Regions from separate parts of the Sus scrofa genome. Here region 2 is linked to region 1. The links are chromatin contacts, called in public Hi-C maps. All regions are on one chromosome and are shown on one strand. The core of a region is the stretch at or near the end of the contact, and the rest is flanking DNA. Distances in the headings are between cores, read along the strand shown.

Region 1 (5,328 bases), core at 497-2,996:
CATTATTTTTATAAATAAATATTGCCTAAATATTACTAAGTGCTACCAAATTAATATTAAACACCACACCTTTTGGTGGAGGGGGCGTAGGTTAGATAACCTTAGATAAACCTTTATTTTATTATTTGAAAAAATGTACTAAAAACAAAGAAAATCTCTCAAATTTTATTTTTCATATATTCTATATTTTCTTCCAATATTTTCTTTTTCTTTTCTTTTTTTTTGTCTTTTTGGGGCCACACCCACAACACATGGAGATTCCCAGGCTAGGCAGATGTCAAATCAGAGCTGTAGCTGCCAGCCTATGCCACTGTCACAGCAACAGCAACATGGGATCTGAGCCATGTCTGTGACTCACACCACAGCTCACGGCAACACTGGATCCTTAACCCACTGAGCGAGGCCAGCAAATGAACCCATGTCCTCATGGATACTAGCTGGGTTCGTTAACTGCTGAGCCACAACAGGAATTCCATCCTTCCAATATTTTCTATAGGCCTGGAATAGCAACCTATTTCATAAACTCATTAACTATTTGTAACTCATGCAAAAATATTTTTCAAATTCTAACTTTGTAAGAGATATTTCAAATATGTTTACAAAATGTTTACACATGCCCATTCTGTTAAAAAAGGGGGGGGGGTACATTTCCATGGTAGGAAAAAAGTAGATTCTAAAACTTTAAGCCATTCTTAACTGACATAATTATGAGTTAAAATACACACACACACACTATGGTTACTTACACGGAGTGCTAATTTATAGAAATAATGAAGTCATATCAGTGTATTATAAGTTCTAAAATGGTATAAAAGTGATACTACAAGGGGGAACAAACATTTAGTTGGTATTGATCAGTAATTCCTAAATGTGTGAGGCAGGCTTCATAAGGAACTTATTTGTAAAAAATACAAATTCCTGATGAGAAAAATAAGACAAACCGAATTGAGAGTCATTCTACAAAATAATTAGCCAATATGCTTCGAAATTGAAAATGTCATTAAAGACAAAGACTGATGAATTATTTCAATGTGGAGGCATGTAAATAAACATGATAACAAAATGAAATGTGGGATCCTGAACAGGATCCTGGCCAAAAAAATGGAACAATTGACACAATTTGCATGAGGTCTGTAAATAAGCTAGGATTACGTTAAGTGTTTACTTCCTGGATTTGATCATTGTGCCCGGGTTACATAAGATGCTAACATTTGAGGAAACTGGGTAACAAGCCTAAGAGAACTCTTACCTATTTTTGCAAGTGTGAGATTAGCTCAAACTAAAATCTAACAAAACAAAACCCCAGATTTGTAGGTTCCAAGTCCAGAATTCTCATCTAGTAAGTGGGACCCCAATCATACTTTAAAGAAATCCCCACCAGATTTGGGAATCAACGGCTCAAAATAATTAGTGAAGAAAACTCTTGGAACAAATATTCAAGATAATAAAACTATTTTATACTTATAGAACACTTAAAATTGCAAAGTGCATTTGTCTGCAATTTCTCAGTTGATCTGAGAAAAACTCATAGGTAGGCAAGGTAGGCATCAGTCCCACTAAACTAATAGGGAAAATTCAGCACACACACACAAAAAAAGGCCAAAAATCCTAAGTCTGGTGGAGGACAATAAAGGCCTCTTTATTCCTACTCTACTATATCCAACACACCTTACTGATTTTATTTTTTTGCCTCTTTTTTAAGGGCCACACCTGTGGCATAAGGAAGTTCCCAGACTAGGGGTAGAATCAGAGCTACAGCTACAGCTTACACCACAGTCTCAGCAACACGGAATCCCAAGCCTTGACTGCAATCTACACCACAGCTCACAGCAATGCAGGATCCTTAACCCACTGATCGAGGCTGAAGAGGCCAGGGATCAAACCCATATCCTCATAGATACCAGCAGGATTCATTTCTGCTGCGTCACAATGGGAACTCCCCTTACTGATTTTAAAATATAATGATACTATACTTCAACCCATCAATCGATATTTAATATCAATAAATATACTTTAATGAACAGAGAATGAAACTACATTATCTTTTAGAAAATTAGGGTTGAAGTTTATTGACATTCAAATGACCAGAAATTTCTACTGCCTGTACAATGACAACTGATAGCCAAAATGTCGTCTGAAGGAAATCAGATGATCCAAAAGTAGAATGATATAAAATCAGTTAAGTAAAATACCCAATTACCAAAGAACATTCCATTCTTCCATCCTGAATTACAAAGAATTCACTATATTAATTCTAAAATAAAATTTCACTTTAGATACAATCTTCAAATAGATAGTCTGCTATTTGAAACATCACCAAAGTACAGCAACAAAATAACACAGAATATATTAACCATAAAGGTTTTATACAAATTTTGTTTTTTAAAATCTTGAAGGGATCTGATATCAATTTTAGCAAAATGCAGCAACAAGTATTCAGGCACGAAGATGAACTTAAATATCAAAACATAGCTTGTTTCATGACTTCCCATGGTGGCTCAGGGGGTAACCGACTAATATCCTGAGGACATGGGTTCTACCCCTGGCACCTTGCTCAACAGGTTAAATGATCTGGCACTGCCAAGAGCTGTGGTGTAGGTCAGCAGATTCGGCTCTGATCTGGCATTACTATGGCTGTGGTGTTGGCCACCAGCTGCAGCTCAAATTCAACCCCTAGCCTGGGAACTTCCATAAGCTGCGGGTACAGCCCTAAAAAAGACCAAAAAAAAAAAAAAAAAAAAAAAAACCTTGTTTCAGGAGGGTAACTTCAAACTAAGTATAAATTTGAAATGTTAATTCGTTTGTAGAATACAAGCCCTAGAAAACCTCAGTGTTTCTACCTGAAGTTTATATTTGATTTTCAGATGTAACTCATGCACTTAACTAAATACTGCCCACAGGTTTTTAGCAGAGGCTGTGTAACAAGCTGCATTCTACACAGTGTCAATCTGTAATTGCCCCCTGTTGTTTCTCTCATTGCAATAATTGGGCAAACAATGATTACTTTTTTTTTTTTAATCTCCCCCCCACAGCATAGGGATCAAGTTACTCTTACATGTATACATTTTTCCCCCACCCTTTGTTCTGTTGCAATATGAGTATCTAGACATACTTCTCAATGCTACTCAGCAGGATCTCCTTGTAAATCTATTCTAAATTGTATCTGATAACCCCAAGCTCCCAATCCCTCCCACTTCCTCCCTCTCCCAGTAGGGCAGCCACAGGTCTATTCTCCAAGTCCATGATTTTCTTTTCTGTGGAGATGTTCATTTGTGTTGTATATTGGATTCCAGTTATAAGTGATATCATATAGTATTTGTCTTTGTCTTTCTGACTTATTTCACTCAGTATGAGAGTCTCCAGTTCCATCCATGTTGCTGCAAATGGCATTATGTCATTCTTTTTTATGGCTGAGTAGTATTCCATTGTATATATATACACCATATCTTCCTAATCCAATCATCTGTTGATGGACATTTGGGATGTTTCCATGTCCTGGCTATTGTCAATAGTGCTGCAATGAACATGCGGGTGCATGTGTCTCTTTTAAGTAGTTTCAAACATTGAGTCTTAATCCATTTATTCTATTTGCTGGAATCAACACATCCAATTTATAACTAAAGGAAACAAGCACATGTATTATTTCTCACTATAAATTTTTTTTGCATGCCCAGTGGAAGGCACTAGAGATATTTTTAAAGTCGTTAAACATGTATAATGTAACTTTTTTTTTTTTTTCTTAGAAGAAACACATTTAACTTGATGAAATTACTTCAGCTTAAAATTCAACCCAAGACTTGCTTAAACTCATCTGGAAAAAAAAGTCAAGTTTTTTTTGGATTTTATTTTATTTTATTTTTTCCACAGCCACATCTGCAGCATATGGAAGTTCACTGGCTAGTGGTCAAATCACAGCTGCAGCCAGGGCCTACGCCACAGCTATGGCAACACCAGACTGAGCTCCATCTGCTACCTATGATGCAGCTTACGGCAATACCTATCCTTAACCCACTGAGCGAGGACAGGGATCAAACCTGCATCCTCACAAAGGTAACATCGAGTCCTTAACCTGAGCCACAATGGGAACTAACAATCAAGTTTTAAAGGGATTCTTTATTTTGGTTAATCCTTATATTTATGAAAGTAAAATTATATTGTAAGCTTTTGGTAACTGGGACTATAAATCACTTCCTGTTTAAAGGTTAACTTCATTTTTTTCAAAAAGTTGAATTCACTGAGTTGTTTCATATTCACAGTCATTAATGGCCAAATATTAGCTAGGTATTAATCATAGTAAATATATTTACCAGCATAATTTAGTTCTTACTCTTTAAAAAATTCATTTTTTTTAAAGAAACTGATGTTTATGCTTAAAAATACTGACAAAATAGTAATTTAAAATCAATATCTTACTTCAGGGTCTCTAAGATACTGTTAACATCTATGAAATCAAGAAATAATCAAAGATATGCCATAGTTTTAACTGGCATTTTCTTAAATGTAAATCTTTTTTTAATTTTTGCTTTTTAGGGCCACCCTGCAGCTTAAACGGAAGTTCCCAGGCTATGGGTCGAATTGCAGCTTACACCAGAGTCCCAGCAATGCGGGATCCAAGCTGCATCTGCGACGTATACCACAGCTCATGGCAATGCTGGACCCTTAACCCAACTAAGGAGGCCAGGGATTCAACCCACATCCTCATGAATACTAGTTGGGCTCATTACCACAGAGCCACAAGGGGAAGCCCGTAAATGTAAATCTTAACTAAATTCATAATGTATACAGCAATTCTTTCAGAGGAGTATGGTTCAGATTTTCAGTGAATTTAAGTTTATACATAAGGAGTGATATAAATAAAACATTTTACTTCCTTGACATTTAAAAATTTATAGAACTTACATAGAGACTACTAATGGCATGATTAATGATTAAAAATATATAATAAATTTATATCATACATTTTCAAAATGCTTTTTTATCACATGCCAAGAAAAAATTAATTAATATTTTATATTTTATCTAAGCAGATACTAAATTCCTATTATCTTGAATACTTACAATCAGGGTCTAATTTGTTACTTTATTAACATAGACTATAAAGTGCTAATTCCCAATTTCTGATGATTTATCTTATTTTTCCCTCAAATTTTATTGATATTATTACCCTTATATTTTACTATTTAGATGAAAATATCTCTCTCTACATATATGTAGACATATTTACATGATAGTTTTATTTAAAAATACACACATAAATACCTACATATATACATGGTGGTAGGTAATCAACAAATGTTATTTTGCTTCTTTCTTCTTGGGGGTTCAGAA
Region 2 (5,543 bases), core at 1,849-4,348, 150 kb after region 1:
CTCCTTGAGCTCCTTGACTTTGCCAAGCTCTTGGCTACCTCTGGGCCTTTGCACATGCTGCCTTTTTTTTTTTGCCTGAAACACCTTTTTTCTCATCCCCCCTCTCCACTGCCCCTTGGCTTGGCTGCTTCTCAGCCTTTCTGACCCCCAATCCAAGACAGGCCCCTTCTGGATGCTGCTCCATCTTTATGCTTGATTTTCTCATCCCACGTGTAGCAATGTCTAATTATAGTCAATTAAAAATATTTTTTATTATTATCATTTTTTGCTTTTCAGGGCCACACCAGCAGCACATGGAGGCTTCCAGGGTGGGGGTCAAGTCGGAGCTGAAGCTGCCAGCCTACACCACAGCCACAACAATGTGGGATCCGAGCTGCATCTGTGACCTATACACCACAGCCCATGGCAAAGCTGGATCTCCAACCCACCGAGCAAGGCCAGGGATCGAACCCACAGCCCCATGGTAGTCAGATTCTTTTCTGCTTCGCCACAACAGGAACTCCCAATTATAGTTAATTCTCATCTTCGTAGTGGTTATGTTCTATAAAGTTGCCATGAACACGGAATTAGCAAATACGGAACCTTTGCTCCTAAGGGAAAAACCTAAGGTTAGGTTTCTGTAAGCCTCTGGTCCCATTTTCATCAACAGATTGATATGTAACCTTGTTTTATGTGTGTTTCTGTTTCAAGACCCCTTATTTAAATATGTACTGTTGAGTAAATCAACTATAATTAAAAAACTTTTGTAAAATAAATATATGCCATTGATTCGTTCACAATGAATTCACAGCCAGTACCACTACAACCCATGCCTGAACAAAGCGTATCTAACATGCATTTTCTCTATAAGGCACATGGCAGCCTTCATGTGCTTAAGGGTGCTAGACACTATATTCGGGGGTGATTTTTAAACAGCAAAATCACCAACACGAAGCACAAAAATGCAAAACGAAACAAAACAAAAAACCATGGCACTAAACAGACCACAAAAAGGACGCTTGTTTATAGTTCTCGGAGCTGAAACAAGAAGGCAGAGTGACATCTTGTTTTGATCTCAGCTGGGAACATGTGTGTTGGCAACTGAAATTTTTGGCCACACTGTTCACATCCATGTATGACCATGAAAAGTGCTACAGATACTGATTTGGGGGTTACAAATAAATTTGAGTGAGTGGGAGAATTGGTAAATACACAATCTGCAAATAATAAGAACCTACTGTACTTTCTTCTCATTTCTCTCATTTGCTAGTGTGTAAGTACACTGGGGGCTGGTTCACCTCTTACCACTTTATCTCTAGCATCTGGAAAATTGCCTGGTACATAGTAGGCCCTCAGTAATCAGTACCGTTTATGAACGCATGAGTCAGTTCAGCGAAAGTGCTTTGGCAGAAATGACAGCTAGTGTTTACGGAGGAGACACTATAAGCTGCCCTGTGTGAAGTGCTTTTTCTATGTTCTCTCCATCAATAAGGGAAACAGCAGATTATTGCACTTTTTTTTGGTCTTTTTTGTCTTTTTAGGGCTGCACCCGTGGCATATGGAGGTTCCCAGGCTAGGGGTTGAATCGGAGCTACAGCTGCCGGCCTACACCACAGCTATAGCAGCTTGGGATCTGAGCCACATCTGTGACCTACACCACAGCTCACAGCAATGCCAGATTCTTAATCCACTGAGCGAGGCCAGGGATTGAACCTGTGTCCTCATGGATGCTAGTCAGATTTGTTTCGGCTGAGCCATAAAGGGAACGCCCAGATTATTTTACTTTTGCCAGGGGCTCTGGAATCAGACTGCCTGGGTTCAAACACAGGGTCTGCCTCTTATTATTTAACCCTGAGCAAGTCTCTTGGCCTCTCTGAGCACCGGCTCCTCAGCTATGGTGAGGAGTCAGTGTGGCAATGCAGAGAAAGTATTTAGCACAGTGGCCGGCACAAGCAGACCCTGGCGGTCAATCATTCCCACAGCAACTCTCAGACCTTTCTGCTCCACTCCCATTTTGCAGATGAAGAAACTCAGGCGAGGAGTGGATCCATGAGTTTTTCAAGGGTCATCCAGCCCAGGAAGGGCTGGCTCTGGGGACTCCAAGCCCATGCTCACAACCGCTTTGCTGTATGCGCAGCATTTACTAAAATTATAATGGCAGCTCCAGGAGGCCCCCTGAACTTCCTGTGGGATCAGGATAAGGAGAACCCCCCCCCCGCAAGAGTCTTCTTTCATATTCTACATCTGTGTCTTTCTGTTCCCTGTCCACTTTCAAGTTCAACCTCTTTAGAACCAGCCCTGTGGGGAGGGAGGATGTTGGTTTGTTATCTTGGGTTTGACAGCTCAAAGGAGATGTTTCCTGTCAAAGGCATGCTGAAGAAGGAGGAGGAGAAGCAGCAGCAGCATTCTTCGCTGCAACAACTGTCGGCCGCTTTATTTTCTACAATCTTTTTAGATCAAGGGTCCTTAGACTTGATGGCTAGTTGGAATCTCCTGGGAAGCTTTAAATTTCCAGATGCCCAGGCCCCAACTCAGACCACTTACATCTGAGTCTCGGAGGAGGGTGGGGTGAGAGGGAAACGGGGCATCAGTATTTTTCAGTGCTTCCCAAGCGACTCCAACGTGCAGGCAAGTTTGAGAAATGGTGTTTTGGATCTAATGTGCACTCAGCTCCAACGCTGCAGTCGCTTTGGGTAACAGAAACTCTTTTTTTTTTTTTTTTTCCTCCTAGGACTGGCTGTTCGGGAATCTGAGCAGGCTTTCCAGAGGCACCGGCTAGTGGAGGATGTGTGTGTGCGAGAGACCCGGGGTCCTGCTCTGCCTCTAGGCCTGGCTTGGAGATGCCGGGTCTCCGGGTTCCCGCAGGCACCCACACGTGCGGCCGCGGCGACGAGTCTGGTCATCTGCGGAGACGGCCAGCGGGGCTCGGCGGCCGCCACGCTGCCCACCCCAACCACAGAGGTTCGCAGGAGACGCCCGGGGCTCAGGAATCTTACCTTGGCTGCCGGCGCTGCCCTCCAGTTCCCGGAATCCTGGGACTCGGGTTCGATCTGTCGCCGGGCTCGGCGGTCGCTCTCGTCTGCGCCGGAGAGGCGCCCACCAAGAGCTCAGGCGCCACCTAGTGGGCGAGGGGCGGCCGCGCAGGGAATCGGTTGGGAGGTGGGAGCGCAGGCGGATTCAGGCGGAAATGCAGCCCGGGCTTCCCACGTGGGCGGTTTTCCAACAAGCTGCGCACCCCGGGCACACATCCCGGCTGGGTGGGACGGCCTTCACTCCCTGAAGGGCGCTAGGACCTGAACTTGCTGAACTTTCTGTTGGGAGCTCGGAGGGGCAGCCAGACCCTGGCTGCTGGCCTGAGAGCCATCCTGGGATTTTCCTGGCCCGACTCGGGGATCTTAGCCTTTCATCCAGAAGCTTTTCAATTTGGCATAGCCTGCCCTTTAAATATGCTGGGAACATCAGAAGATGCAAGGGACCTGGGTTTCTCTCAAGGCCGGGAGGCCTTTTCTCTACTTCTCTACTAGTAACCCTCTTTTGGCCCTGCCTAACCCCCCTCCACTGCCGCCACCCCCCGTCCCCGCCCCAGCCGTTGCCTTCCTTCCCGGTTCCCTCCAGTCTCTTTGGCTGAACTTCATTAATCGCCCAGTCTGTGTCACATTCTGTAGAGTCTGGAGACACAGGTCCCTTAGGAATTGGCAAGTTGATGTTTATGTTTCTGAACCGGATGCCATTGACATTTTTTTTGGTTGGGGCCATCCTGGCACTGCAGGGCATTTAAGACCCCTAGAATAGCCACCCTTTAGTCACCGAGACAACTAAAACCAACATTTCATATTTCCAATTGTCTCCAGGGTTGGAGGAGCACTGCCCTTGACTGAGCACCTATTAATTGGTTCTCAAGGTCAGGAAGATGGTGGATTATTTTAAATGTGTACATTTCATTTATTTCTTCCTTCAATAAATGTTAACTGAGCACCTACTATGTGCCGCTTTCCTATGCACAAGGGTTATGACGCAGACTTAAGCACCTCAGAATCTCTGCCTTTGTTGAATTCACATTTATGTAACACTTATTAACACTTATTTTTTATTAATTTTTTAGTGATTTTTATTTTTTCCATTATAGATGGTTTACAGTGTCCTGTCAGTTTTCTACTGTACAGCACAGTGATCCAGTCTCTCTCTCTCTCTCTCTCTCTCACACACACACACACACACATACACACACACACACACATGCATATATATACACACATTCTTTTTCTCACATTATCCTCCATCCTGCTCCATCACAAGTGATTAGATATAGTTCCCAGTGCTATACAGCAGGATCTCCTCGCTTATACATTCCATATCAACACTTTTAACACACAAAAATGCAAAGCTATGTGATTGAGTTCTTAAGTACATGATTTTTTTTTCTTTTTTGTCTTCTAGGGCCGCACCCCCAGCACATGGAGGTTCCCAGCCTAGGGGTCTAAGCGGAGCTACAGCTGCTGGCCTACACCACAGCCACAGCAATGCCAGATCCAAGCTGTGTCTGCAACTTGCACCACAGCTCACAGCAACACCAGATTCTTAACCCACTGAGCAAGGCCAAGGATCGAACCCACGACCTCATGGTTCTTAGTCAGATTCGTTAACCACTGAGCCATGATGGGAATTCTCATGATGTTTTTTTCTTTCATTTTTTAGAGTTTTATTGAGGTATAGCTGACTTACAATATTGTGCTGTGGACTTGTTTTTCAAAAATATATCAATTTTGGGAGTTCCCATCGTGGTGCAGCAGAAGCGACTCTTACCAGGAAACATGTTGCAGGTTCGGTCCCTGGCCTCGATCAGTGAGTGGGTTAAGGATCCAGCGTTGCTGTGAGCTGTGGTGTAGGTCGCAGATGTGGCTCGGATCCCGAGTTGCTGTGGCTGTGGTGTAGGCCGGTGGCTACAGCTCCGATTAGACCCCTAGCCTGGGAACCTCCATATGCCGCAGGTGTGGCCCTAAAAAAAAAAAAGACCAAAAAAACCCACCAATTTTGGAGTTCCCATAATGGTGCAGTGGAAACGAATCCAAGAACCATGAAGTCATGGGTTCGATCCCTGGTCTTGCTCAGTGGGTTAAGGATCTGGCATTGCTGTGACTCTGGTGCAGGCCAGTGGCTACAGCTCTGATTAGACCCCTAGCCTGGGAACCTCCATATGCTGTGGTGCAGCCCTCAAGAGACAAAAAGATTAAAAAAAAAATCAATTTATATGGCGCCAAAGGCAGAGAATGCCCTGGTGTTGGAGACAATTTTGCAAAAGCAGTTTCTTCTTTTAAGGCAGTTTATCTCTGCGGAGATATCTGGGGGTAAGTTCACCAGTGGAAATATTAGAGACACTTTGTGACAGAGGCCTGTGCCAACCCCTCTACCCCCATCTGCATCTACCTGCTTAATCTTTGTCCTCTCTGTGCTGGTGTCAGGTGCTCAGAGCAGAGGAGGAGGGAGAGGTACATTGCCCACTGTACCTGTGAGCAATGCCAGGAGGGGCAAGGGGTGGGTGTGTGTGAAGGACAGGGACCAGGGAA

The links. A called contact is a pair of places that touch in the nucleus more often than the background predicts.
Region 2: a Hi-C map of mesenteric adipose tissue shows a contact between it and region 1, with 2.1 times the contacts expected there. The contact joins the promoter of CHD9 here to the enhancer-like site in region 1. A contact is called at or near these places in 1 of 5 promoter capture datasets (liver), 13 of 47 Hi-C or Micro-C datasets (adipocytes, brain, embryonic fibroblasts and 9 more) and 2 of 2 datasets of contacts at active chromatin or transcription factors (alveolar macrophages and skeletal muscle).

What each region holds. Positions count from the first base shown.
Region 1 is chr6:31,922,390-31,927,717 of Sscrofa11.1, forward strand. All of the region lies in intron 3 of CHD9 (chromodomain-helicase-DNA-binding protein 9), which reads right to left. Among named protein-coding and RNA genes, the nearest start is that of RBL2, 120 kb to the left of the region's middle. Within about 2 kb of position 1,747, at least 2 of the 83 cell types and tissues checked have an H3K27ac peak or open chromatin away from gene starts, as enhancers often do. A contact at or near this core is called in alveolar macrophages and mesenteric adipose tissue, where this site is marked.
Region 2 is chr6:32,068,877-32,074,419 of Sscrofa11.1, forward strand. CHD9 (chromodomain-helicase-DNA-binding protein 9) reads right to left here and starts at 3,099. Exons shown (of 40, transcript XM_021094174.1): 1 at 2,976-3,099.